Linked DNA regions of Pan troglodytes: region 2 is linked to region 1. Evidence: chromatin contacts called from public HiChIP or PLAC-seq data. All regions are on one chromosome and are shown on one strand. The core of a region is the stretch at or near the end of the contact, and the rest is flanking DNA. Distances in the headings are between cores, read along the strand shown. Region 1 holds the start of PHYHIP (phytanoyl-CoA 2-hydroxylase interacting protein). Region 2 holds the start of SLC39A14 (solute carrier family 39 member 14).

Region 1 (7,458 bases), core at 3,156-5,655:
TAGGCGCCGGGCCAAGCACCACGCAAACATGACTCACTGCATCCTCTCCACGACCCCGTGAGGCTTGGCATTGTTATTCCCTCTTTACCAGGGAAGGAGCTCAGGCTCAGAGAGGTCAAGTAACTTTCCCAAAATGACACAGGAAGAAGAGTGTGGATTTTAACCAGCCTCTGACTCCAAGCCATCACTTCCAGGTGTTCCCTTATCCGGCCTCCTTCAGGAACAGAAGCTGGGGAGGGGCTCCCAGGACACCTTCTACTCACCCGGTGCTTGAACTTGTTGGAATTCTTATTCTCCTTCTTGTTAAGGTCAATGAAGTAATGGGTGACCCTCTCCAGGTCACTGTCCTCCATGGCCCAGGAGATGCGGAAGGAATCGCAGGTGATGTTGTTGATCTCAATGCTGTGGGGCGTGGACAGCAGCTCCATGCTCCCGTCAGGGTTGTCTCCTGTGGGGACTGAGGAGGAGGGAAAGGGTCAGTACATCCCTTGACCCCGGCGAGCTTTCTGGAATGTCCTCCTCCCAATATCCCTTTCGAGGCGGAACCTCAAGGACCCCTGGAATCCTCATGCCTCATGAACCAGATGGGAAAGACTGTACAGGGGAGGCTGGAGAAGGATGATGGAGGGTGGAACGGGGTGCCTGCCCGGGGGGCTCTTTGCTCTCCTCGGAGGGGTCTGCAGAGCAGACGGCACCTGACAGGTGGCAGAGGCAGTGGGAACGCTGCAAAGCCGGGCGGGGACAGATTTGCAGCAGATGGAGCCGAGGAGGGAGGGGGCCCTCAGCCAGCAGGCGTGAAAAGAGAAAGGGGTGGGGGTGGAGAGGACGGGTGAGAGGCGGAGGAAACGCAGGAAGCACCTGCTGTGGAGCGGAGGTGCGAGGCTTGGGGCAGGTGACAGCCAAGAGCTCACAGGTGCCAGGGCCCTCAGATTCAGGCCTCTCTCCTCACTGGGGTCAGCAAGCGTTGCCGCCGTACATGGCTGGAAGGACAAGTGCCACGTTGGTGCATGTGGACACATTCGCGGTGGGAGGGGTACGCGGCACAGCCGGCTTCAAGCTCTTTTTCCACCCATAACTTTTTTTGATGATCCCTCTTTCTCTTTTGGCCAATCTTCTCTTGACTCCTTTCAATCATGACTTTTAACATTAACATCTATTAGGGGCCGGCCATGTGCTCATAATTTCACAGACATCTCATGCAACCTTGGAAGTAGGCACACACTATCATTATCTCCATTTTACAGATGAGGTGACTGAGGTTGGGGAGGTACTAACATGCCCAAGGCCACGCAGAGAGCAAATGATTTGAACTCCGGCACCCAAGCTCTTGATCACTAAGCTAAGATAGTGTCCCCTCATGTGTGGGGGTGGAGGGGCACATGTGTGGCGTGTGTGCATGCATGGGTGCCCATGGTGTTTCCACCTGGCATTTTTCCTCCTTCCATCATTTCCTTTCAAGCAACTGCATTTTCTCTCCCCTCCCTGTCTTACTCCTTTGGTTCTCCCCTTATGTCTGCTGCTCGTCCAGGTATGAAAGGACCTCATCACGGTCACTCTCATGTGTGCTTTAGCTGGGAAGAGCTGACTCTGGCCATGACTCTGGCCTGGCTGGCCTAGCTCCGGGATGGGGAAGAGCAAAGGGAAGGGGAGTGACAGCGTCTGGGAGGGGACCGCAGATGTGGGTGGGGCATTCTCCAGGGGCATTTGGTCTCCTGCTTTCCAATCCCTTCCTCCAGCCCAGCTCCTGGCACCCCTCATTTTTCTAAATGTCACCTCCTTCTCTTCTTTCTCCCCTCTTTTTCTCCTCCCCTTGCCCAGGAGCTAGTGGTGAGGGCATCTTGTGCCTGCAAAAGCAGGTACTTTTATTTATAGCTTCCAAAGGATCCAGCCCACACCTTCCTGTCAATTAAGCTTGCTCCAGAGCCTGGCACCTCTGTATTAACCTGTGAGTTGCCTGGATGGCAAGTACAGGGTGAAGGCTAAAGGTGATGGCCCTTACCTGCTCCAGGTGTCACTCAAGTCCTGTTTCATCTTAGCCTCCCACCCCACAGCCAAATGCCGGTGGCTTTGTGCATGGGGAATCCTATGGTAAATAAGCATGGGGGTGCTACCAGGCCCACCCCAAAATCAGGCAGATGGGATTGAGTGTCTGGAAACAAACCTACCATAATAAACCAGTTTGTAATTCATGGGGACAGGTGTGGAGCAGTGGGGAGTTACCATCTCTTGGGAACCTGGTGAGAAGCTCCCAGGGAGACACACATGTGCCCCTCACACACACACACACGCACACACGAACACAGACACACTCCTACCCAAGAGGCCCTGAGCGGCACCCACCCACACGCTCGGAGGCAGCCCACACTCGTCCCATGAGTAGGCACCTATTCCTGCCTCTCCTTGGAGTCCTCCTAGAAATAGGGGCAGCTGTGTTTGGCGGTAGGGGTCTCCAGGACCTGGGTGTCTGCTTGTCCCTCCCTCCCTACGGTTCTGGGAAAGCTGAGATGACATCCCCCCGCTAGCTTGGGAGGGTGGCAGTGAGTGAGCTGGGGTGGACAGAGGGGTGGGTGTGAACCCAAGTTCTCTACACCCAGAAGACTGGGGAAGGGCAGGGTGTGAGGGACAGGTTGAGGCAACACCCGAGAAACACCCACACTCCTGTGTGGATCCACCCCAAGACAGGCATGTACACACCCACACACAGGCAGGCACGCACGCGCATACACACATGTGCCAAGAGTGCCCACCCACCCGCGTCCCACACCTCCGCAGATGTCCTCACTCCCACACACCCATCTCCACATTCAGGTGCCTGCTGCCATCTTCCACATTCTAAGAATGCCCCACAGTTTTCCCTCTTCAAGCTGTCACCTCCATGCACACCCAGACATGTTCATGTCCACAGGCTCACGCACACACACGTCCACGCACACCGCCTCACAAGCCATATGTGGGGAAAAGAGGATGCCACAGGCACCAACATGTGTGTGTGCCACCTCCACAAGAAGGCACGCAACCCACACGCCTGCCGGCACACACATGTGTGTTCATACACACAGCAGCCCCCGCCCGAAGTCTGGTATTCTCTCTCGAATCATCTCCAGGCTCAAAGACAGACTTTGAAAATGTGTTTGCCTCTGGCCACACTCTGCCAGCCCTGAGCCTTCATGCCAACAGGTTTGTGCACCTACGTGGCTCTGCCCACAGACAATGGTTTCTGCCCCTTCTTCTCTTTACCCACTCCATCCTGCTCTGGGTCTCACCTCCCCATATAGAAAGCCCCTGTCTGCATACACTCCCACACACATGAAAAGGGACATGGTTACCCCTAAATATACTGCCTCATAGTGTCCCCACCCACGCACACGCACAGGCTACTCAAATAAGTCCCCCACACACATGTACCTCACGTGTGCCAGAAAGATATGTTTCTAGACATGCCTCACACCATCAAAACCCACACATGAGCATGACTGCAGGCAGACGGACCTATCTGCGCCAGTAAGCCTCCAGCCAACTCGCGAGCGCACACACACACACGCCGCGCACACCGGTGCCCCTTCCCCATGCCCATTCAGAACAGCCACCCTGCCACAGGGAATGCTTCCCCCACCCTGCTGTCCCTGTTGGCATCGCTGACTGCAGCAGAATGGTCACGGGGTGACTAACTGTGGTGCCCCAGAGACTGGATTCAGCCATTAACCACTTTGCCAAAGGCCTGGGGCGGGGGGGGGGAGAGGGGACAAGGTCGTCAGGCCTGGCAGTCCAGGTGGGCACCCTGGGTGGTGGCAGGACCCTAGAGCCCCCAGATCCCGGCTACTCAGGATCAACAGCAGCAGGTTCCAGGGAGGAAGGGTACTCACCTGGCTCCACTGGGCTCTGCAGAGGAAAAGCTGGCAGGGAGGACAGGGAGAGACCTCTGCGTGGATGAGCTCCCAGGCAGGGGACAGCAGCCGGACGCCTGGGTCACAGGCAGTGGCGTGCGCTTGCTCCTCTCCCGGCTGCCAAGGAGGCTGCTTCCATGCCCCGCAGCCAGCTCCTGTCTGGCTGTGCAGCGCGTCGCTGCTGCCCCTGGTGAGACGATGTTCCCAGCTGAGCAGCGCAAGAAGAGAGGCAAGAGCGAAATCAAAGCAGCGTGGAGGAGAGAGAGGCAGAGAAGGGAGAAAGAATGAGAGAGCCAGACCGAATCTGCCTCCACCAATGGGATCAGCGGCTGCGCAGCGTCAGGTGATAATAAGCAGGCTTGGTCCCTGCTCGCCGGGCTGGTGGGAGGGGGAAAGGGCAGAGGGTCTCCCAGGGAGCTACACAGATGTCCTCAGGGACAGCAACACACGCCGCCTTTCCCCCATTCTTCCAGGACAAGCTGCCCTCAGAAGTCCCTCCAACACACCCCCTACTTGGAAATCTCTGACTTGAATGCAGCCCCCAAACTTTAGGATGCTGGGAGAGGGGTGGAGCTTAGCCAAGGGCTTGGGCCCCAAAGCAAAGACTCTGATTGGGGGAAGGGGAGGGAGGCTGTAGAGGGGAAAGGTCCAGATGGGGTGTGTGAAGCTGGGGTGGCTGTCTTCAGTCCGGAGCCTCTCCTTGGGGCCTTTTGGTGAACTGTGGTTCCATTTTCTTACCAACTCTAGAGAGAGATGGCAGACCTGCAGCTCAGGGATCCCTGTGGGTCTGGCAAGAACCCTCTGGCAGCTTGGGTGTCCGCAGGAAAAGGGGCTGGGAGAGAGGCTGTGGCACAGTGCAGGGTGCACAGGGGTAAGAAAATGGGGGTGGGAGAACACACCAAGCTCCGAGTGTCCTCAGCCCACCCCACTCTCTGAGCACAAAGGAAGCCGGCCCTGGGCATCTTGGGGAGAGAATGTAATTCTGCTCTCACGGCAGCAGGAGGCTGTTCTGCCATCAAGAAGCAGACTCCGTGGAGGCCATCGGGAAGAACATCCAAGGAAATGTGAGTCCAGCAACAAGCAGGGACAAAGGGTTGCGCAGTGGTGAAAAGCACAGGCTTATAGTCAGATGGATGTGCTGAGAATCCCTGCTCTACTGCTACCCAGCTGGGTGACCTTGGACAAGCCACTCAACCTCTCTTCATCTGTCAAATGGGATCACACAGGTTTATTGTCATCATGGAATGAAATAATTAGGTAAATCGCCCAGCCCGGGGCCTGGCACATCAGAAGTGCCAGTCATATGTCAGAACTGTTCTTGTTCCCATCATATCGACAGCATCTTCCTGCAAGGAGCCCACAGTCCTCTACGGGAGAGAAGATGGCCATTTAGAGGATGCAATTAGAGAATGAGGAGCACACAACTAAATCGTAGGGCACAGATACTCATTCAGAGAAAGAACAATGGGCGGCTCCAGGGCACGTGCAGGGTGCAGGCCAGAGGAGGCTGTGGAAGCAGGAGTGCGGCTGGGGTGGGGAGGATTGGCACGGGGGCAGCTGACACCAGGCAGGCCCAGGGTGAGGCCTTGGTGAGCAGGAGAAGGTGTGAGCTGAGCCTAAGAAACACTCACCAAGAGGGAGTTGAGGCGGCAGGCCTCAGTGCAAAAGTCAGAGGAGGTAACAGCAGCAGAAAGTGAGAGTTCACAGAATGCAAAGACAAGCAGAAGCCAACCCTGCCTGAAACGGCTGTGAGAACCTCAGTGAGCCTGGCTAGGTCCTGAACTGCCGAATGTGGGGTGGTGCGTGGCACTGAGGCAGGACTAAGCACCCCCTTGGCCAAGCATGACTACGTCCTGCTCCGACATACCCACGCCGAGCTGGTGAGCTCAGAAGAGATGCAAAACGTAACCTCCTGGTGATGGCCAGCACATGACATCTGGACTACAATTCTGTCCCAGGCCGGGCGCAGTGGCTCACAAGAATCCGAATACTTTGGGAGACTGAGGCAGGCAGATCACCTGAGATCAGGAGTTCGAGACCAGCCTAGCTAACATGGCGAAACCCCATCTCTACTAAAAATATAAAAATTAGCTGGGTGTGGTGGTGGGCGCCTGTAATCCCAGCTACTTGGGAGGCTGAGGCACAAGAATCGCTTGAACCCGGGAGGTGGAGGTTGCAGTGAGCCGAGATTGCACCACTGCACTCCAGCCTGAGTGACAGAGTGAGATTGTGCCTCGAAAAATAAATAAATAAATAAATAAATAATAAAATCCTGTCCCTAGGACCACACAGAGGGGCAGTGCAAGGAAAAAGGCAGGTTCTCTGTGACTTGGTTTCCCCTTCTGCCAAAGGAAAACTAGCCCCAGCACCATCCCTGCCTCCCACCTTCTCGGGATGTCATGAGGAGACTGCACGAGGTCCTGTGGCCCAAGCATGAGCAACAGCCATCTGAGTGCCCCTTTGTGGAGCTGCGTGCCGGCGACAGGTGAAGGCACAGCCCTTTAGGAGCTTCTGCCTCTTCTTGCCTCAGAGGACTTCTCTACAGATCACGAGAGGAAACATGTGGTAAGAGCAAACCATAGTGTGCCAAGTATAACTCACTCCCTATGAAACCAAACAACCGCCAAGATGCACTTCTGCTGCATTTTTATTTTTCATAACTTTTTATGACACAAGTAGCACATGATCATTGTAGAGAGACGAGCACATTTCATTTTAAAATTTAAGAGGGAATTAAAATCTCTCATTTTCCCACCATGCAGAAATACACATTAAATACATATATAGAATTTTTTTAATTAATTTTTTTCGAGACAGGGTCTTGCTCTGTCACCCCGGCTGGAGTGCAGTGACGCAAACTTGGCTCACTGCAACCTCTGCCTCCCTGGCTTAAGTAATCCTCCCACCTCAGTCCCCTGAATAGCTGAGAGTATAGGCGCACACCACCACACCTGGCTATTTTTTTTATTTTTTGTAGAGATGGGGTATCACTGTGTTGCCCAGGCTGGTCCCAAACTCCTAAATGCAAGCAATCCACCCGTTTTGGCCTTCCAAAGTAGTTGGGATTACACAGGTGTGAGCCACCACACCCAGCCAATACGTGTATAGAATTTATTAACAAAAATAGAATGAAAGAATGCTGTTTTGTAACCTGCTTTTTTCACTTACCAATATCTTTTCTGTTCATCATATAACTTTTTTTTTTTTTTTAGACAGGGTCTCGCTCTGTTGTTCTGTCTCCCAGAACCTGGGAGGTGGAGGTTGCAGTGAGCCAAGATCACACCACTGTACTCCAGCCTGGGTGACAGGGTGAGACTCCATCTCAACAACAATTTTTTTTTTTTTTTTTTTTTTGTAGAGACAGGCTCTCACTATGTTGGTCAGGCTGATCTCCAACTCCTGGTCTCAAGTGATCCTCCTGCCTCGGCCTCTCAAAGTGCTAGGATTACAGGTGCGAGCCACCATGCCCAGCTGATCAACTCCATTTTAAAAAGGTGGAGGGTGGGAAAGAGGACTCAGGCCATAAGTAGTAAAACTAGTTAGTATTCAAATTCAGGTCTGTCTGAGTACCAAG
Region 2 (7,458 bases), core at 2,101-4,600, 130 kb after region 1:
TAAATTTGTTAAGCCATCCCAAAACAGAAAATTCATTTTTTTCCCAATAAAGCACCAGAGAAATCTGGTCACTGACCTCCAGACAGACTGTAAGAAAAGTGCGCCTAAGGCCGGCATGGTGGCTCACGCCTATAATCCCAGCCCTTTGGGAGGCCGAGGTGGGTGGATTGCCTGAGGTCAGGAGTTTGAGACCAGCCTGGTCAACATGGCAAAACCCCCTCTCTACTAAAAATACAAAAATTAGCCAGGCGTGGTGGCGTGCACCTGTAATCACAGCTACTCGGGAGGTTGAAGCAGGAGAATCATTTGAACCCAGGAGGTGGAGGTTGCAGTGAGCCAAGATCATGCCATTGCACTCCAGCCTGGGCAACAAGAGTGAAACTCCATCGCAAAAAAAAAAGAAAAATGAAAAGCTGGCCTTAAGACCTGGGGTGCAGAGGGATTTTACCTCATCTACTTGGTCAAGTTGCTTACCTTGTCACCACAAACCACACAGAGGGCTTTCATCTGGAGTCCCCAGCCCGCTGTCTGCACAATCAGGGCTAGAATCTCATTTCTCTGGCTTATTTCCCAAGGCTGTTCTATTCACCTCAGCTACGGGAAATCTGGCTATGTATCTTTTGGCAGGTAGCTGTGGTGTCTTGTCAGAAGGAAAACAGTAGCAATGAAAATGTCAGATTTTTGTGCTAAGTTCCCTTAAATATTGCCCAACACCAAACTTTTAGTGAGCCAGCCCGTTCATTCATCCAGCAAGTATTTATTGAGACTCTGTTATATGCAAGATGTTACATTAGGAGATACAGGTATATAGGGAAATCTCGTGTAATCAAGGCAGATTAAGGTCTAATAAGGTTGGAGATTAAAGTGAAATAATTTTAAGGGAAAAAATATAAGTACCATAAACCATATAAAGTTTTAATTCTGTGGATCACAACCTAATAATGGTCATGAAGTCAACTTAGTGGGTTTGTTACCACTTTTTTTAAAAAAAATTGAACTATAACAAAATATCATTGCAATGCATATCTTTATGGATATTTTGTGAAATTTTTGTTTGCTGTATTGTTATTTATATTGGAGTTGCAGTGTTAAATGTTTTTAATGTGGGTTACAGTAAAAAAATATGAAAGGGTAGTTCAAACATGCTTCAGAAAAATCCAGAAGCTTGCAGACGAGAGGTGACTTTGGAGAGTTAGAATTTTGACAAGTGAAAATGGGTAATGAGAGGAAAAAGTGGAGAGCAGAGGCCGGTCACAGTGGCTCACGCCTGTAATCTCAGCACTTTGGGAGGCCGAGGTGGGCAGATCATTTGAGCTTGGAGTTGGAGATCAGCCTGGCCTACATGGTGAAACCTTGTCTCTAATAAAAATACAAATACTAGCCAGGCAGGGTGGCGGGCTCCTGTAATCCCAGCTACTTAGGAGGCTGTGGCAGGAGAACCACTTGAACCTGGGAGGGGGAGGTTACAGTGAACCGAGATTGCACTACTGCACTCCAGCCTGGGCTACAGAGACTCTGTGTCAAAAAAAAAAAAAAAAAAAAGTGGAGAGCAGAGAGAAGTGGGCCTCCAAGCCTGGCACCAGGAATGAGAAACTGAGAACTACCCAGCAACAAGGAAGGATTTAAGAGATGCCTAAAGAATTTTGTGTGTGGGTAGATACGGAGAGTTAAGACCTTTTGTTAATAATTAATTGTATTCCCTAATGGATTACTGATAGCTTATCAGCTCTGCTTGCCTATGTGGACTTTGACAGCTCCACCTTTAGTGTGGTTGAAAACAAGTGAGAACGCCATGATAGGCCCGGTGGTGGGGTGTCTGGTCCTGCCCCCTCTCTGCCGAGCAATCTCCTTGAAGGGTGCCTAGTTCTCCTGTGGACAGTATTGACAACTTGCCTGGAAAAGCCATGGGATTGCTCTCCAGCTTTGGTTTTAAGAGATTTAACACTCCATTAGGATATGTGTTTACGGGCTTCATACCCTTCAGAGCTCTCTGTGTGTTGGAAGCATACTTATTTCACTTTATCTCTGGGTGGGCTTCTCACTCCTTTTCCAGTGCTTCAACAAAAGGTGTGGCGGGGACTGGCCCCTTTCTGACAGCCCACTGCAGTGGGATGAGAGTCCCAAACGGATGACATAATGTCTGGAAAGCACCGAGTTTAACCAAGAGAGAAATAGGGTTATTACAAAGATGAAGGGGCTCTGAGGGAAATTCTGCAAGAGATATCATTACTTTGAAATCACTTGGAAAATAAATGAGAGGAATATCACCCTGCCCCCATACCCACTGCAGCACTGTAATTACGGGGTGAGGATAATTGAATTTTAGAAACGCCCCGGGGCCCAGCTACACTCTTCAAAAGTAATATGAAGAATCTGACCCCCTCTGGCCTGGCGAAGAGCAAGCTGCTGAGTTCTTGCTACCGGCTCCAGCGACTGTCTGCTTTCCTTTTCTCCTTAGCGCCGCCATCACGGGGGTCCTCCCCGCAAGACCTGCAGAGAGTGGGATGTTGCCCCTTCCCTGCGCAAATTTAGAGACAGCTAGTGCCGTCTAGGGACCAGTCACTGTGCTAGGATCAGCTCAAGTACTAAGCCGCGACAGTTGGGCTAGAAAGCCCTTCCTCCGAGCCCCCCAAGGCCCAGGTGGCAGCGGGTTCAGCTCATAGAGGAAATTGTCCTGATGTCCTGCAGAACAGAACAATGGGAGTCGAAAGGGTGGTTTATTTTCTCAAGAAATCTATTACATTTCCCAGGCCCGATATACATCTCAATGGGACTGTCCCACAGAGGAAGAGTCTCCTCGGACCTTCTTCACCCCCAAATTAACATTTCTCCCAACTTTGGGTTAGTAGGGTTCTTTAGGCGTCTGATCATTGTGGGAAGCGGTGCGGCATCAAGTCTGAAAAGTGAAGATAATATGGTTTATTTGGAACTCGACCAGGAAATTTTGGTTCTTTTGGCTGGTGGAAATATGCAGAAGAAACACCATCTAAGGGAGCGTCCCCTTCTGAAGTACCTTTCCGAACTGGGGAGGGAAGAGAAAAGCTTTTTGGATGAACCAGAAGTGGTAAAATCACATTTAAATAGAGTGGGTAGGACTCTCCTCCAGGGGGTGTGGGGTGGAGGCTAGGCGGTGAGAGCTTCCCGCGCCCAGGGAGCAGGTCTTCACGGGAGGTTTCCGGAGGCAGGAGGAGCCTGCGGGTCCTCGGGAGTCACGGCCGGATGAAGGATGGGAGCGGGCGCCGACCACAGCCAGGGCCGCGAGGCGCAGGAGGGCGCAGGCTGGCCAGGTCCCCAGCCTGCCCGCCCCACGTGGCAGCCCCAGGACGAGCGGGGCGGGCCGGGGGCGGGTCCGGCCGCTGACGCGCCGGGTATATAGCCGGGCATGCGCGCGGTGCCGGGGCCCGGACGCAGTGAGGGGGGTCGGCGCGCGTGTCTACGCGGACGCACCGGCTAAGCTGCTTCTGCCGCCGCCGGTCGCCTGGGACCTTGCGGTGAGGCTGCGCGGGGCCGAGGCCGCCTCCGAGCGCCAGGTGAGGGCGGGGACGCCAAGGGCCGCGGGATGGGCAGCGGCGGAGGAGCCGCGCACCCCAGGCTGGGGCAGTGGGTGGGGGCGGGGACAGCCCTGCGCCGAGGACCGGGCGCCGCTCCCGGGCACCGGCACACGCCCGGACGGGTGGGTGGAGGCCGCACCTGGCGGTGGTGCCGCGCTGGCGAGGGGAGAGGTCAAGGCGCGGCCTGTCCGCCTGGAGGGTGCGGGATGCTAGAGCCGCAGAAGGGTGCCCAGAGCGTGGGTCGCCGCGCCGAAGGCTGAGCCAGGCTCCCGGAGCCCCCGCGCGGACACGGACGCAGAACGCAGACAGTAGGTGGCCAGTCCGAGGGGCGGCTCTATGGGGCTCTGGGGTCTGGACTTTGCTTTTCAGGAGCTGCGTCCCCGGGTCCCTGCCGGTCCATCTCCCCTCTGAAGGTACATGTACCCAATCTTCCGGCTGAGCGAATCTCCAACCTGGCTTGCCCACGAGGATGGCTTTCTGGCTATTTTTGGTCCTTAATGACCAAGTTAGGTGGTCGGGTTCAGGCTGCCCCCTCTTGGTGGGTGAGGGCAGTGGGACAAAGTCGCCATCCGAGCAGTTTCATCATCTGATCCTGAGGTCCAGTTGAGCCGGGAATATTTCGTCTGCTCTGGACTAGGGGTTCACTTTTGAGGATCTGGTGCTTGCCAGGGCCTGGGTTCCAGAGACAGGCTTCTCTAAACAGTTAAAGGGCTCGGCTGTACAGGAGGACTCCGGACACAATTGGGGAGTGGCTAAGTGCTCTCTTGTGGCCCGAATGGAAGCGTGGGGTTAGGAGCAGCTTTGACCTGATCCTTCTTCCTGGAGCAAGCCTGGTTTGGGTTTATGTCTTTAGTGGCTTTCCCCTAGGAGCCCCAGACCATTGGGACGGCTGTGCTCCTGCCGAGGAGTGGCCTGGGAGTTAGCCCTGGCCTCTGTCCCTGCTCTGCTCTTAACTGGCCCTGTGACCTTGGGAGGGTCAGGTCAGTACCACGGTCAGACTAGATCTCCTTAACCACAGCATATACAATTCCGTAATCCTTACCTCTTTTATTTTATTTTATTTTTTTGAGACGGAGTCTCGCTCTGTTGCCCATGCAAGAGTGCAGTGGCGCGATCTTGGCTCACTGCAACCTCTGCCTCCCGGGTTCAAGCGACTCTCCTGCCTCAGCCTCCCGAGTAGCTGGGACTACAGGCGCGTGCCACCATGCCCGGCTAATTTTTTGTATTTTTAGTAGAGACGGGGTTTCACCGTGTTAGCCAGGATGGTCTCGATCTCCTGACCTCGTGATCTGCCCGCCTCAGCCTTCCAGAGTGCTGGGATTACAGGCGTGAGCCACCGTGCCTGGCCTATCCTTACCTCTTAAAACCTAAGTCCTAAATATGGACGAGAACTTGTCCATATACATCCTTGGATGCATATCCCCCGGGATGCAGCTCCTGAAAAGCGAAGTCCAGACCCCGGGGCCCCATGGAGCCACCCCAAGGATATACATCCTTGGTAAAGCAAGAGAAGGGATGTCCAGAATCATAACTTAGCAGCTGGAATTAAAAGCCACATGTTCCTTTTCCTGGTGGAGGCTCAGAGAGGTGAGTTTCCCATTACCTGTGTGGTAGCCAGGAGATAGGCTAGTGGTCCTCTTGCTGGGGTTGGTTTGCAGGTAAGACTAGAGGGCACCAGACAGTGGAAGGGGGTCCTCTGGATACTGTCTCTTCCCAAAGGGCCAGGCCAAAAGCAGGTTCTTGCTTAATTTATCATTTGTTACTCATCTGGCCTCTGGGGCCTTGAGGGAGGGCAGTGCTGAGCGGGAGATTCAATCCAGGTGTTGACTGACAGCTGGCCAGCCAGTGCAGAGGCTAGAGGAATTCACTGACCTGAGGACTTGGGGGCTGGAGCAGCTGCATCATTGGCCTTGTATTTTAGGCCAGAGTAAGAATTTGGGGCTCTGGGACTCTTAGCCTGTGGATGTACATTGTCTGGTCTGTGCTGGGCTCTGCAGTGGCCACCATGGCGGGTGCACGCAGAAGGCCTGGCCCCCACCCTTCCAGTGCAGACTCTTGGGGAGAAACAGCATCCACAGATGAAGAACAAGATAGCAACACAAGAGAAGCCTCCGTACTGTGCACAGTTCAGTTCAGAGAGCGGGCATCCTTGAAAGACGGGAATAATTCTGGCCTTTTGAGATAGGTGGGTCTCTGTTCAATTCCTGGCCCCGTCACTCTCCAGCAGTGAGAAATTTCTTAACTTCTGTTCTCACCAGCTTGCAGGATGTCGTGATTTTGTCTGGAACATAGTAGAGGGCTGCTTGTCATCATTCTCATCGTCATAATTTTTGTGGGGTGGAGTGGGTTATTTAGGGGTCCCAGAGGCTGATAGTTGGGTTGGGTTGTAGGAATGGTGTGAGCCCAGGCATAGGGTTGATTCATCTCTTCCTTGGCAACATGGATGCAATTTCCCTGCCCTTCTGGGAAGGCCGCTTTTCTGTGGCCTGCCAGGGATTGTCCCACAGATCAATTGGGCAATCTTAGGGAAAACAAACTTTTTTCTACCTTTGGTTCTGGGAGCTGCTCTGATTTCTTCAGAGAAGAAATGCTCCTTCTCTGGGCTGATGGTAGCCAGGAAGGAGTAACAATGCCTGTGTGTGCCTGGGTGGTGTGTGTGTGCTTGTGTGTGTGTGTGCACATCTGTGCACATGTGCGTGTGTGTAGGGTATATATCACTCACAGGACTGGTTCTGTTTTTAAACCCTGCTTACCTTCTTCCTCCTTCCTTACCTGCTCACACCCTGCACTATTCCAAGAGGAAACTCAATCCCTGTCCAACATTTGCAGAATCATGGGGTTTACACAGTAGTGTTGTGAATAGATTGTGCGTGCCTGGGAACCAGGACCTCCCTCTCCCCACTATGTCAGGATAATAGCCTGCCTGCACCTGACCTGGCCAAGGTAATGCTGCACCATGTTGTTGAGCCCCAGAACCATGGAATGTTGAGCAGGGGACTTTGGTGATCTTGGAGTCCAGCACCTTTATTTTACAGTGAAAGAAACTGGATCCAGGGAGGTGAATTGGTATTCCCGAGTCACATGGTTGCCAGTGGCCAAGAGACTTGATGGAGAAGACCAAAGAAGGGTTCTATTTTTGATCCTAAATGTAATTATGAAATTGCTGACACCTCCAGTCTTTGCTTGGAAACTAGAAGAGGAAGGGGCCATTTGTCCCTGTGCTTATTGAGGGAGGGGGTGTTAGTTTCTTCTGGAGGAGTCTCTTACTCTTTCCAGACTCCCTGGAGACATGGGAGGCTGGGGAGTGAGCAGGGAAGGGGCCTGCTGCTCAGCCCAGCCGGGACTCACCGGGTGTCTGCAGTGGGGCTTCTCTGACCTCCAGGCTGGTGGGCTGGTGGAATGCCAGGAGATAAGGAGTCCAGAGTCCGCCCCATCGACTGTCGCCAGCCAGGGCTTCATGCCCACCTAGGGGACAGGAGGGCAGGCCCTAGAACACAGGGTCACGAAGCCCCACTATCTTGTTCCCCCCTCCCCCCACTACCGTGGGCATTAAACCTCTCAGGGGGCCCCTGGTTGGGCCTGGCAGAGGCAGAGACGCAGAGGCTGGGCCCTCTGACCTGCACAAGGAAAAGAGGCCGGGAAAGCCACAGAATTGGCCTGCCCAAGGGAGCCCAGAGTGCCCAGCCATGGGAAACCGAATTCTCCGCCTTGGCAACTGGAGATCGGACTGTTGTTAGAACTCCTAACCTCCCTCCAAGGGCAGGCCCCAGAGAATCTTGGGGCTTGGTGGAATGAGAAGGTGAATGCCCTACATTTATTACCGCCGAGTTCCTAATGGCCCTCTTAGGCAGTGCATTCAGTATTAGTAGTTAATAAAAAAAATCAGATAAAGGTTGGATATCTAAAA

The links. HiChIP or PLAC-seq counts read pairs in DNA pulled down with a chosen protein or histone mark.
Region 2: an H3K4me3 HiChIP or PLAC-seq map of stem cell-derived excitatory neurons shows a contact between it and region 1, with 5 times the contacts expected there. The contact joins the promoter of SLC39A14 here to the promoter of PHYHIP in region 1. A contact is called at or near these places in 1 of 7 Hi-C or Micro-C datasets (stem cell-derived neural progenitor cells) and 1 of 1 datasets of contacts at active chromatin or transcription factors (stem cell-derived excitatory neurons).

The regions. Positions count from the first base shown.
Region 1 is chr7:30,557,453-30,564,910 of NHGRI_mPanTro3-v2.0_pri, forward strand. It overlaps PHYHIP (phytanoyl-CoA 2-hydroxylase interacting protein), which reads right to left and starts at 4,406. Exons shown (of 5, transcript XM_003311633.4): 1 at 3,864-4,406; 2 at 264-457. The coding sequence starts at 428.
Region 2 is chr7:30,692,701-30,700,158 of NHGRI_mPanTro3-v2.0_pri, forward strand. SLC39A14 (solute carrier family 39 member 14) reads left to right here and starts at 3,351. Exons shown (of 9, transcript XM_009454978.5): 1 at 3,351-3,530.